2 separate regions of the Bos taurus genome follow, and region 2 is linked to region 1. The links are chromatin contacts, called in public Hi-C maps. All regions are on one chromosome and are shown on one strand. The core of a region is the stretch at or near the end of the contact, and the rest is flanking DNA. Distances in the headings are between cores, read along the strand shown.

Evidence for each region. Hi-C and Micro-C count contacts between places; a contact is called where the count stands out from the background.
Region 2: a Hi-C map of skin fibroblasts shows a contact between it and region 1, with 9 times the contacts expected there. The contact joins the enhancer-like site here to the promoter of RND3 in region 1. A contact is called at or near these places in 2 of 11 Hi-C or Micro-C datasets (liver and skin fibroblasts).

Annotation. Positions count from the first base shown.
Region 1 is chr2:45,693,854-45,701,059 of ARS-UCD2.0, reverse strand. RND3 (Rho family GTPase 3) reads right to left here and starts at 2,921. Exons shown (of 5, transcript NM_001191158.3): 1 at 2,533-2,921; 2 at 1,950-2,037. The coding sequence starts at 2,682.
Region 2 is chr2:46,530,829-46,538,034 of ARS-UCD2.0, reverse strand. No RefSeq gene overlaps it. Among named protein-coding and RNA genes, the nearest start is that of MMADHC, 15 kb to the left of the region's middle. Within about 2 kb of position 3,789, at least 13 of the 102 cell types and tissues checked have an H3K27ac peak or open chromatin away from gene starts, as enhancers often do. A contact at or near this core is called in skin fibroblasts, where this site is marked.

The sequences.
Region 1 (7,206 bases), core at 1,672-4,171:
GACTCGGCGAGGGAGAGAATCCGAACCTAGATATCCGTGTAAGCAGTAGCTTAAAATCTAAACATAGCTCTTGTATCAAAGACCGAATCAGACTCACAGACCCCCATGTCTAAATCACTCTTATCCTGCATTAGGTCCAAAGAGACTGGGCGAGGGGGGTGACTGTTGGTGTTAATTATTGGTACCATACCAGCTGTCCTGCCCACGATGCATAAAAAATACCATGATATATCTGGTAATTGGAGCCCATTAAGAACTAGGCTGTGTACAAATCTGACGATGGAAATGACCGAAACAAGCATTCCGTCTATCACCACCTTCCCTATAGTTTTGAGAGTGTGTGCAATTCTCAGCATAAAATCCAGTGAGGTTTTGGTTCTGCTACCCTTGGCGAGGTTCCAGAAGAGCCCGACTCTCCAGGGAGAAACAAAATCAGCGCATCTTACTGCAGCCCTCGGAGCACCTGGCAACAACCGTGAGAGTCGCTCGCGCGAGACTTCTCACTTGCCTTTGTGCAGGGACTGCCTCTGGCGACCCTGTCAGTCTGGCCTCTTCCTTGTGCTCTCTAATCGCCTCAGTCCCTCCGGGGCTCCAGAGGTTACAGCCGGGGGCGGTGGGAAGCTCGCACAGCCCACAAGCTTCTACGCGAGGCCCCTCCCAGCTGAGCGCAGGTCCACCTCGCCGGCCTTCCCCGCCCGACAGTAAAGCCTGCGTGCTGGCACTTGCGCGCGCCTCCTCGCCAGTTTCACCCAGGATTTGGCTCGGTTCACCCGCAGCAGCCCAGCTCCCTGCTAAACTCCTAGACCTAAGCTCAGGGGCCTTCCCCGGGCCTTCCCGCTGTCTCCTCCTCCTCCTCCAGAGGCTACACCCTTCCTGGAAAAGGCACTCCTACGCCGCCAGGCACCGCAGCAGGGTCGGCGGGTCCCCGGGTTCCAGCCGGAGAGTCTAGGTGATGTTACCGCCCCCACCGCGCCTGACCCAGACCGAACCCCTAATATCCGCGCGGGTAAGCCTTCCCCTTCGCGGTGTAACCAGCCCTCCCTACAGCTGCGTGCCAGGTTGGTGCGTGTGTGCGTGGGAAGGCGATAACCCGGCCTTGAACCCCAGACACTAGAAAATAATCCACCGTGCCAATAATTCAACTGGATGGGAAGGTCAAAGGCGAATAGGGCAGCCCGCGGCCTCGCACACTGGAGAGGGGTGATGCAATGGGTTAGGAGGGAACGGCGTGGGCCGGAGGACACCAAGTGACCACCGGGGCAGGGGAGCTCAGATCTGCAGGTCGGCACTGAGGCGGCGCGGGCGGCGGGCAGCTAGGAGAGGAGGCCCGGGGACCCCCGCCGGGTGCTGCCCGCGCCGCCAGCGCATTCCTGGCAGTAGGCGTCACGAGCGCCGCGGATGCTTGCGCGCCCCCTACTCTCTCCGCAAGCGCGGAATCCGCACGTAAGTGCGTGGCTTCGGGGGTTTTCTCCCACCTCCCACCACCCTTTCGGTGCTCCCAGCCTACCAGCCAAGCAGCAGGTTAGATCCTGGAGGGGCGCTCGCATCCTAGAGCCAGCTGATACCGACAAGGCGCACACATCCCCCCTAACATTTGGCTACCCTGGCCACCCCGAGAGGACTCGGGCATAGCTCCGCGAGCCAACCGCTCCCCGGACACCCGGCTACAAGCATTTTACATCCCGGGGTGACCCTTTGGGCCCGGAGCTTCCTTTTCTTCCCACAGCTATTGCCCGACCCAATATCTTTCCCCCACCCCCATTCAGAAGGGGCAAATTTTTCATCCATCAGGGAATCCCTCATAAGAAACAAAGTTAACGGAGGAACGCAGAACGGGCGCTGGCGGGTGCCGAGAGCGTGCCAGAAACGCGGGGCCTCGAGACCTTTGCGCACCCCCCTGAACGCCTGGAAACCCGCCCGAGCGCCACGCGGTCAGATGATTCTCTTACCCGAAGTGTCCCATAGGCTCAACTCTATTCTTTGTGTGTCGATTTCAAAACTGGCCGTGTAATTCTCAAACACTGTAGGGACGTAATTCTGGATAAAATGGACAGAAGTAAAGAGGGCAAAGAGGTTATCTTAAAATGCACGACAGCTGCAGTACACCCTTTGAAAATAGTCCCTTTACTCTCCCATTAAAAAACGAAGACCCCCCCAAATCCACACGCACCACATCTCATACTAAACACGCAGATCCTTTCCGAAAGCCCTAACTTCCCTCTCGCCCCACCCGGATTCTCCAAGAGTGGAGGATCCGAATCTCCCAACCCCAGATTCTGCACACATGACCGAACAAGTTTCAGAAGCTAACAGGAGAATGTGTAAGCGTATCCCAACCCCTCCACGCTTCCACCCCACTTTTCCTTTCCCGGCAATTAACCGGGGCGAAAGTAATAAGCGGTGAGAAAGACGGCTGAAAAAAAAAAAAAGAGAGAGAGAGAAACGGGTGAAGGGTGAAAGCCAGGGAAACCCACCTCGAGATGGGGATCCCTTCCCCGCAGCCCGCCCGCAGCCCCAGCCGGCCACACTCACTTCGGGGAAGCAGTCTTTGGCGAAGACGTGGAGTAGCGCGGTTTTCCCACACTGACTGTCTCCCACCACTACTATCTTGCATTTCACGTTCTGATTAGGATCCATGATAGATTTACTGGATAATTTCTGGCTGGCTCTTCTCTCCTTCATTGATCTTGTCTTATTTTCTCTTGAAACAGGAATTTTCACTTAAGAGGAAAAAAAATATATATATATATATGTTTCTTTCTCTACAAAAAGCAGATATAAAAATAAACCGCAAGGGTGGTAGGAACCCCTGAGGCGCCGCGCGGACGAGGAGAGCTAGAGGAGCAGGCTCGTTACTCTCCTCCAACAAGTTTTATGCCTGACTCCAAACGGCGTTTCCCAAGTCCAATTCCGATCCGACTGCTTTGTTTCACGCTCTCTGCGCGGCTTTATACGCCCGGCCTTCCAATCCTCTTTCTCAATGAGAGAAGGAAACTGATCCGCCTCCTCCCCTTTTATGGAGCCTGGGAGACAGCGCCGTCTAGTTACTTGCAGAAAATGTAGACAGTGCGCCCTCTAGGGTGACCATGCGGGATCGATTTCCAGTCCAAAGCTCGGCGACGACTTGAGGACCCAAACGACGCTGTGCTGAAGATTGGGACTGTACAAGTCCAGGAGGAAGTGGGGAACGGAATTGTCTGTGCATATTGACTTTTATTAGAATTTCTGGATAAACGTTTTCATGGGGGCTGCTCTAAGGAAGCCTCGTGAGCATTTATGAAAGCAAAAACATTTCTTACCCAAAACATCGTTATAAAACACTGAAAGCAAATCTTGGGTGGGGAAGGGTTAAGTGCTTGTATTTTCTTAGGAAATGTTTTGCATCAGGTATTTAGGCCACGGAACAATAGCTAAGCCAGGTTGTTTGAGATGCCAGAACTGGCTTGCTCGGGTCACAGCAACAGACTGGCTTTGGGAACCTCTGTTTCAGTGACTCAGGAGAAGAGGGAAAGGTTTGGAAGAGAGGGGAGGGGAGGTTTGTGAGTAGAAGGAAAAAAAAGTGGAAGATGATCATAACTGAGTAACAAAAGCCTTTGGAAAACTCAATCCTACTACACTAGGGACCTAAGCATGCAAGGTCAGCCATTGTCTCTGTTTCAGTGAGAAGAGGGGATAGGAAGGATTCCGACCCTGCCCTTTAATTCCTTTATCAGTAGTCTCCCGTTCCCTAAAATCAAAGCACCCTTGACTGACCCGGAAAATGCAGATATGCTTAGCTGAAAAATGCAGGTGCAACCCACCACTCCCTTTCCACTGCCTCAACATCCACCCCCCCCTACCCACCCACCTGAAAGTCTCAGAGAGGACTAAAAATAGCCATATATTTGTTCTCTCTTCCCTCTAAAAGTCCTTCTTTACTCATCTTCATTTCCTGTGCTCCAAGTGATCAAAAGGTTTCACCCATTTTTACAATTTTTTAATTGAGGTATAGCTGATTTAGAATATCATATGAATTTCAGGTGTACAACATAAAGATTCACAATTTTTGAAGATTATGCATCATTTATAGTTATTATTAAATATTGGCTATATTCCCGGTGCTATGCAATGTATTCTTGTAGCTTATTCAATTTATACATAGTTGCTTGTATCTCTTAATCCCCTAACCCTATCTTGCTCCTTCCCCTTCCCTCTCCCCACTGGTAACCACTAGTTTGTTCTCTATATCTTTGAGTCTGTTTCTTTTGTTATATTCACCAGTTTATTTTTTAGGTTTCATATATAAGTGATATCATACAACATTTGTCTTTCTCTCCGACTTACTTCACTTAGTACAATATCCTCCAAGTCCATCCATGCTGTTACAACCGACAAAATTTGCAGAGGTTTTAGCTATTGTACTAAGGACATTGGCCAAAAAAAAGTATAGGTTTCCTGATGGACATTTCTAGTTTTGTAAATGAGAAGATAAGGTGAAAAATCAGAAAGTTCAGTATGGGGAGCGAAAACGCACAATGAAAGATGGTTAAAAGCACAGATGTAAGTATTAACCCTAGGGCCATGAAGCCTCAGGGATCTAAGGATTGTCTCTTCTTCCTTTCAGAGCAAAGAAAACTGGAGCTCCCCAAAGGAAGACTAACTCAGACTCAGTTTGTAAGGCTGTGTTCATATACACAGAGAACTGACCTACAGAAAAAGGGATTGCTGGCCCTGCTCAGGTTCCTAAAGCAGCACTAGCCAAAGTCTGCACTGCAGAAAGGGTCCTCACAAAAAGGGTCTTATGTCCCAGTGAGTGATGGAGACACTATGCCTGTATCACCCCTTGAAGATATACCATGCCCTTTGATATATTACAATAGTAAGAGGCTCTGTAGAAAAGTAGCCTGCCTAACAGAGTTTAACCCAGCATTCCCCAAAATTATCAAAATATTTACTTGCTTGGGAAGCAATGAACATAGTGGTTGGGAGTAGAAAAACATAAAGAAGTGTATCTGTGTGACCTTGGATGAGTTACTTAACCTCTCAAAGCCTTAATTTCATCATCTGTAAAATCCTAATAGTAATGATGAGGAAATGCGAGTGAAGTTTGCAGGGTAGTTTCTGACACCATAAAGAATCCTCAACATTACTTAATATGTCACACGTAACTCTTATTTGCACTTCTCAGAATTGTTGAACATATCTTGGGAAATTCTGGCCTTGTTAATGGACTGACTAATTGATGCTAAGAGAATAGATTTACCCCCACCTTTTTTTCTCAGAGTTTTAACTTAGGAAGTTGCTTCTTTCTGGAGATATGATTTGACCTTCCACATTTCTGAACTGATGAAGTTTATGTAGTTAAACTTCTCTAACTAACAATAAGTTATGAATTATTAGTACTTGGCTGACAGTAAGATGACCATGTAATTCATCATATATGCTGGGACAACTTTGAGAGCAAAAGGAGGTACCATTGATGGTCAGAACAACAGCTGTAAATAGGATCTGGCCCAGGCAAAATAAGAGACCTCATCACTTTAATGAATAATCTGGAATCATAGACCAATTTTGGAAATCAGGTGACCTGAATTTCTAGGAATCTGCCAGTTGCTGAGTGAAATTTAGCGGCTGTGTAATTGAGTAGAAACCCAACTGCCCGAAGTCACCAGGCTTCAAATTTCTTTAGGGTAAGAATTCTTTCCACACTGAGTCTCTACTATTCAGTGTGTAGTAGATACTCAATATTTTTTAAAATTCACTTAGCATTTAGTTCAACAGATATTTATTAAGCACCTGCTGTATGCAAGATGAGCTTCCCTGGGGTCAGTGGAATCTACCTGCCAATGCAGGAGACACGGGTTCAATCCCTGGGTTAGGAAGATCCTCTGGAGAAGGAAATAGCAACCCATTTCATTATTCTTCCTGGGAAATCCCATGGACAGAGGATCCTGGCGGGCTGTAGTCCATGGGATCGCAAAAAGAGTCGAACAGGACTTGGCACATAAACAACATAACGATATGCCAGATACTGTTCTAGGGACTGTAGATATAAAAGTAAACAAGCCAGCCTGCCTGCTGCTCTTACATACACATATGCCAGACAAAAGATAAACAATAAAGAAGTAAGCAAGTGCACAAATAAGAATGACTGCACTAAGCTCTATGAAGACTAAATGGGATGGTGTGATGAAGCCTAGGAAGGTGGGGATCAAACCCAGAGGCCTGGCAACACCTCTCTAACGAGCTTAAGTCGTCAATGGTGAGAACAAATCAGCTATGCGAAGGGGACAGATAGTGAAAAAGTTACATGCAGGGAAAGAAATGGGCAGGTGGAAGGAACAGAAGGAAGGCTGGAGTCAGTGGGCCCATTGAAGGAGGAAGAAAATAGACAGGATCATAGAATTTGGATTTCATCCTAAGGGAAATAGATAGTCAGACACAGGAGAGTGTGAAGCAGGGTAATGACTTGATTATTTGAATGAATGAATGAATGGCTCCAGTTCTAAATTTTCACCTCTCCTTCCACTAACTATGAAACTTTGATGAAACTGCTTATCTTCAATGAGATTTTCAGATCTAAATGAAACCTAAAGTCCTTCATGTGGTAAGTCACTTCAGTCGTGTCCAACTCGGCGACGCTATAGACTGCAGCCTGCCAGGCTTCTCTGTCCCTGGGATTCCCCAGGCAAGAATACTGGAGTGGGTTGCCATGCCCTCCTCCAGGGGATCTTCCTGACCCAGGGATTGAACCTATGTTTCTTTATGTTTTTCGCATTACAGGCAGGTTCTTTACCACTAGCGCCACCTAAAGTCTTAGGAAAGACTAAAGTTTTCAGATCAGATCAGATCAGTCGCTCAGTCGTGTCCGACTCTTTGCAACCCCATGAATCGCAGCACGCCAGGCCTCCCTGTCCATCACCAACTCCTGGAGTTCACTCAGACTCACGTCCATCGAGTCAGTGATGCCATCCAGCCATCTCATCCTCTGTCGTCCCCTTCTCCTCCTGCCCCCAATCCCTCCCAGCATCAGAGTCTTTTCCAGTGAGTCAACTCTGAGCATAAGGTGGCCAAAGTACTGGAGTTTCAGCTTTAGCATCTTTCCCTCCAAAGAAATCCCAGGGCTGATCTCCTTCAGAATGGACTGGTTGGATCTCCTTGCAGTCCAAGGGACTCTCAAGAGTCTTCTCCAACACCACAGTTCAAAAGCATCAATTCTTCGGCACT
Region 2 (7,206 bases), core at 2,540-5,039, 840 kb before region 1:
TTTCTGTCCTTTATCGAGCCCATCTTTGCATGAAATATTCCTTTGGTATCTCTAATTTTCTTGAAGAGATCTCTACTCTTTCCCATTCTATCATGAACTTCTTATTACCAAGTTCAGACTTAAATTGAAGAAAGTAGGGAAAACCACTAGACCATTCAGGTATGACCTAAATCAAACCCCTTATGGTTATACAGTGGAAGTGAGAAATAGTTTTAAGGGCCTAGATCTGATAGATAGAGTGCCTGATGAACTATGGACCGAGGTTCGTGACATTGTACAGGAGACAGGGATCAAGACCATCCCCATGGAAAAGAAATGCAAAAAAGCAAAATGGCTGTCTGGGGAGGCCTTACAAATAGCTGTGAAAAGAGGAGAGCGAAAAGCAAAGGAGAAAAGGAAAGATATAAGCATCTGAATGCTGAGTTCCAAAGAATAGCAAGAAGAGATAAGAAAGCCTTCCTCAGTCAATGCAAAGACAGGCATAGTTTTGGCCATTTCTAAAAACTCAGGATTTTCCTGGAAACCCCTTGTATGCTCCAGCTATCCATTGCTAGGTGGTGATATGTGGATATTATAGAGAAATGTTACAGAGTGAATGTTATTTGTCTCTAGGACATAAGGGAGGAAGAGCCCTCAATTTAATATTTTGTTTTTCAGCTTGAATGTGATTTATACATGCTGTCACTGGACTTTAATTGTGATATTAAATATGAAAGTTGCCTATGTGCTCTTCTCTGTCTCTCTCCTCATCATTACAGTGGAGACAATATTATCTATTTCATAGACATACATGATGTATATGAGATAATCCATGTAAAGATAGTCCATGTGAAGATATGAGATTGTATGATACATACATACATACAGTCCCTGTAAAGAGTTTAGCACAGTGCCTGGCACTTAGCAAGTGTGCAATAAATGTTAGCTGATATCATCTTCCTCCTCATCATTGTTTGTCATCATCACTCGTCATCATCTTTGCACTCCATCCTCATAGGGAGATGATAATGTGGTAAGGAGCTGTGGTTCCCATATATATGTGCACAGGCTTATCAGGGGTGATGATGCTGCCTAGGCCCTCCTCTCTATCTGGTACCAGGAAATGGTTTGGTCTAGAAAGGAACAGGCATGGATTTATGTGGGACTCAGGATGTTGGCCTGTTTTGTTCTGAGCTACTTCTTTTTGAGGTGATGGTGGCTGTATTTTAGGACTTAAAGCATAAAGTCAGAGCAGAGAATAGGAGTGAGAAGATTTAAGCAAAATCTGATTAAACACTGAGTGAGAAGCATCCATAAGTCACATTTTGTAAACTTAGGATTCAGGCTGTGATGATCTAGCTACATAGAGAAAGTGGAAATGCTTCGATTTGAAATGAGGGTATAATGCTACCTGGGAGCTTGTTAAAAAGGCAGAGTCTCTGGCTCCAACCCAAAATTGTTGCCGCAGGATCTGTGTTTTAACAAGATTCATAGTGATTCATATATACAATAAAGTTCTCTTGAATGAGATTCACCAGGAGGTAGAAAAGAGACGGTAGCATTGGGCCTTGCATAATGTACATACCCCATCTATATATAGAATCCAAATCTATGAGGCTAAGGAAACTATGTTTTAACCCTTCAGGGAACTTTTGTTTTTTATGAACACTGGAATTTGAGGTCCACAAGTAAAAGATAGAACTGTGCTGGGGAGAAGTGCAATACGCATTGTGAACACTAGCTGCCGCTACTCTACAATTTAAAAACGGCCCTGATCATTAACAGCTAAAAGAATTATTACAAGAACGTCTAAATTTTCAGGGTATAGGTCTAGGGAAAATGAACCGTAAGTTAAACAGAGTTGGATTTTCCTGTGATTTTTATTAAAGACCCCTAGGACATATGAATGACTTACAAAGAGAAGTGGTTGGAGATTTGGAAATTTTGGGCACATGCGAATAAAAGTACATCTAGAGAACAATGTTTCTTTGTACTTGGGGAAGCAAAGTCAGTGTATGTGGTTTAAAAAGCCAAACTGGAGTCCACAAAGTATATAAGGCAGCTCAGTGACTCATTTAGAATATCTTTTCCTTTTCCTGACCTTACGTTACAATGTTAATTTTATGCTGGGTTTGCCAGATATTTAATTTTTATCTGCAGCTGAGGGATTGAAAGGCTTGTGTGCTGTCCATGTGAACATTGTCTTTATTTGTGAACACTGCACCATACTCAGGGACTTGGATTCAAGTTCTGTCTTCTTCGTAAAGTCCGTATAGATCAGCATGATGGTGCCTTAACATCTGTGAGCCTTGAAATAGGCATAAAAACGCCCACATAAGGGCTGTCATGAGGAGGACCCAGGTAACACAAAATTTATGAAATGTTTTATAAATTTTAAAGTATTAAATAAATGCAAAATATTATTTGAATGCTTACAACATTGGGCCTCTGCTTTGGTATTGGTCTTTGAATCCACCCTCCCCACCCCCCCCCCTCCCCCGCAAAGCACCTTTTCCATAAAAATGACTCTGGTTCTGCTAAGAGCCTAGTTATTTTCCCCAACTAGATCTTTTAGCTTACTTCATATAGGGTTGACTGATAAAATATAGGACTCGCGGTTACATTTGAGTTTCAGATAAACAGTGCATAATTTGTTAGTATAAGTAGGACTTAGATATTGCATGGCAGTCTGGCAAATTTAACTCAAAGCAAACTAAGGACATTGTTCGTGTTTATATTTCTACACCTGAACCTTCTATTTTGCCTGATATGGAAAAAGTCTGGTTCAAAAAAAATGTAGGTCTAAAAATGGTTTCAGAGAGTTATTGCTAACTGAAAGCTCACATCTTCAAAATGTTTATATTTCCTGTCTAGAAATGGCTTGCTTGGGCTTATACTCTAAAGACTGCTTGGAGGGAAATAGGGCCTCTTAACTAATCCTTGAAATTATTTTTCATTTCTGTGATAGTCTGTTACTCTTTTGATTTTTGATTGTTCATTAATATCTCTTTCTCCTACTGTGTGGTTGTGGGACTAAAAGGAGGGAAAGCCTGAATCGCAAAAATGAAAGCCACTCACAAACAATCCTGATGCATTTCTGATACAGCCCTCTCTTGCCAATTATAATCATGCAGCAAATGATGCTATTAAAATGTATAGACTACATAGAGAGAGTCCATGGCCCAATGAAGAAGAAGCATAAGAAGGAAAGGGGGGAGTGAGATACATGCTAAGTGTTGAGAAAGAGTTATCTTGAGGAATTATTTGCAGTTTCAAAGTACTTGAGGATAATATACAAAATGGGGTTTAACTCAATAAAATAAATCCAAAATTACACTTTCACGAATATACCCTGGGGTAGAATGAGGAATCACCCTAGGATTCCTGATGTACTGAACAGCCAAATCTAACAGGAAACCCTGGGAAGGCAACTGCAGAAAAATGACACCTTTGGGCTTAGCTGTGGACAGAGGAGCTTGGTGGGCTACAGTCCATGGGGTCACAAAAGAGTTGGACACGACTTTGTTCAGTCGCTAAGTCGTGGCTAACTCTTTGCGACCCTGTGAACTGCAGCACGCCAGGCTTCCTTGTCCTTCACTATCTGCTGGAGTTAGCTCAAACTCATGTGCATTGAGTTTATGATGCCATCCAACTATCTTATCCTCTGTCACCCTCTTCTTCTTTTGCTTTCAGTTTTTCCTGACATGGGGGTCTTTTCCAAAGAATTGGTCATGACTGAGCAACTAAGCACAGCACAGCACAGCGACTAAATAATAATGTTAATATCAGTCTCTGGACGCTAGGTGGCGATATATAGCAACATGAGGATATTGGAATCTGTGGAAGAGATGCTGAATTAGTGGGGGAGGGGTTGTGAGATGAGTTTTGGTTTCCTGCTGTTAACACAGAGCTCTTCGGTTTATGGTAGATTGTGCCTTCCACTGTGATCTTATGAAACTTCAATAGGGGCAGCGATTGGGTCAGAACCACCACTAGTGATTTCCTTCTCTTTAGTTTCTTCCATTTTAAGAGGTAACTTCACACTTCTGCAAAGCACTTAATTAGGCTCATCTAGCACCCAAACTTGATACGTGTATCCAAATTTAGATACAGATATGGTGAAGTTGTTTACTTGGTATTTGGGGCCATTAGAGGGAGCCAGAGAGGAGAGCGAGGTTGCACTAGGTGATCTGAACCATCAATGAGGGGTAAGGCTGTGCTCCTGGACTGTGTGTTCCTGTCACTAAGATCATTTGCTAATCTGCTGACCGATTGCAGTGGGAGTATCCCCTGGACATGCTGAAAGCCCAGTACCCTGTCATTTGAGTAGAGCAGGCCCTTCACCAGCCCCTGGGAATATCAGTGATTATCCTACTCCGACATAAGGTTCCTGTTTTCTTTACAGTTTGATGATGTTGGAAGGCATCAGTGATGCATGCTTGCTCATTGCTTGAAGAAGCTTTTGTCTTTAGAAAAATATATAGAATCTTGGATCAGGTCAATTTTTTTCTCTGTTTTAATTTGTATTGATATTTCTTGAATTCCAAGAAAGTCACATGCATATAAAATGATCATTGAAACCTTTACTCCATTGTTTTGGGAATTTCCTCTTGTATTTATGCCCCTTTTCCTGCCTAAGTAAAACAGAATGATTTAATTAGAATTTGGGGATGAAATCTACTAAGCCTGTATTCTCAACAAAAATGTGGGATTTAAGTTAATTTTCATGCCCCAGTTTGTATCCCTTTTGCCCCCTTTACATGGTCAGTTTTATCTTCAGCTGTCTTCTGACATTACCTACTGTTAGCTAAGCAGATTATGCTTGTTCTCATCTGAGCCTTTCTCACCCTGTTAATACATGCTGGTATGCCCTGTCTCCCTGCTTTTCAGGATTCAGCTCCAAGGCATTTCCTTTAAGACGTATCTCTGGGTAATTCACACTAATCTGCTGTGAAAGCAGGAAACTAGGAAACTGCACCAGAGAATAATACTCAAGGGAGCTCATGATTGTAACCCAAGCTCAGCTACTTTCTGATTGGTTTACACATGCACATATGCACACATGCGTGCATGCGCGCGCACACACACACACACACAGCTAACTAGATTACAAGCTTTTTGAACGTGAGGATTACAACCCAATGACATCCAGCGATATGGTGTATATTGAATACACATACTCAATAGATGTCCTTCTTTTATCCACTTCTGTGATCCCACAGCAGGAAACATAGTACGTGCTCAATAAATGTCAATTGAAACAGCTGGAGAATTGATTTCTACTGCTCTGCGGAAATGGCACCCCACTCCAGTACTCTTGCCTGGAAAATCCCATGGATGGAGGAGCCTTGTAGGCTGCAGACCATGGGGTCGCTAAGAGTTGGAAACGACTAAGCGACTTCACTTTCACTTTTCACTTTCATGCATTGGAGAAGGAAATGGCAAGCCACTCCAGTGTTCTTGCCTGGAGAATCCCAGGGACAGGGGAGCCTGGTGGGCTGCCATCTGTGGGGTCGCACAGAGTCGGACACGACTGAAGCAACTTAGCAGCAGCTCTGCGGAAATACTAACTCTCTGCTAATGTGAGATTGTGATATCTATTGTGAAAAACTTGGTAATCATCAGCATAGAACAAGAGCTAGTTCAAGCATTATCTTCTCCATAAGAAATTCCCAAGGCCACTACAATCCTGTTTTCTTCTCCTATTTTTAAAGTACTCAATTATCTTATCTACCTTCATTGTATCTCTATTGATCAAATGTATAAAGTTAAAATCTATAGTGTAGGATTAATACTGGTGTCTACCTGTTAGGGTTGTGATGGTTGAATGACTTGATATATTTAAAGTACTTAGAACTGTACCTGGCATTTAATAAGTGATTGGTTGTTGTTGTTTATTATTGCTATTGATGTAAGATTGCTCCTTGTTTTATGTACATATAGCTTGTCTTATCACTTAGATTATAAACTTTCAGGGACAGGCATCTGCATTTTAATCTCTTAGAAAATGTAATTGTGCCCCTAATTATTTGGTAGTTTGTGTCTTTTTTTTTTTTCCTGATTAGTCTGACTAGAGGTGTATCAATTTCATTGACTCTTCTCCTAGGAATAGTTTTTGGTTTCATTGTTTTTGTACTGTTTTTCTGTTTTCAATACCATGGATTTCTGCTCTTTATTACTTTCCCCCACTTACTTTGGGTTTAATTTTCCATTCTTTTTCTAGTAGAAACTTAAATAATTGATTTGAGACCTTTCTTCTCCAATATTAGCATTCGCTATATTTTCTCCTCTAAACTGTGCTTCAGCTGCATTCCATAAATTTTTATTGCTTTGATTATTTGGTTAATTTTTTTCCTGTTTTTCCTTACTACTTTATTCATGAAGTGTGTTGTTTGATTTTCAAATAATTGGGGATTTCCCATAATATAGCCCCTATCAATTTCTAGTTTAACTCTTTGATATACAAAGAACATACTCTGTATCTTTTCAATTCTCCTAAGTTTATTGAGACACTTTATGACCCCTGAACAGGATCTAATTTGGTGAATGTGCAGCATGTGCTTGAAAAGTTTGTGCTTTCTGCTGTTGTTGAGAGTGTGTGTGTGTATGTGTGTGTAAGCTCAGTCATGTCTGACTCTTTGCGACTCCCTGGACTGTAGCCTGCTAGGCTCCTCTGCCCATGGGATTTCCCAGGCAAGAATACTGGAGTGGGTTGCCATTTCCTACTCCAGGGCATCTTCCTGATCCAGGGATCAAACCCGTGTGTCTTGTGTCTCCCTAATTGGCAGGCGGATTCCTTACCACTGGGAAGCCTATTGTTGAATATAGTGTTTTATTTATTTATTTTTTAGGTCAGGTTAGTTGATAACCTTGTTCAAATTTTCTGTGTTCTTCAGACTTTCTGAATCTTTATTCTGTTAATTTCTGAGAGATGTCAGTCTCCAACTATAATTAAGATTTGTTTGTCACCTTTCAGATTTACATTTTGTATTTTGAAATTCTGTTAATAGTTATGTACACATTTAGGATTCTTATAGCCTCTTGATGAATTAACCCCTCTATCATTGTGAAATGTCCTTGTTTATTCATGATAATGTTTTTTGTTCTGAAGTATACTTTGTCTCATATTATCACTCAAGTTTTCTTTGGATTAGTATTAGCATGTTATATGTTTGTCCATCCTTTTTGCTTTTAAGCTATCTATGCCTTTGATGACACTACCCTTAT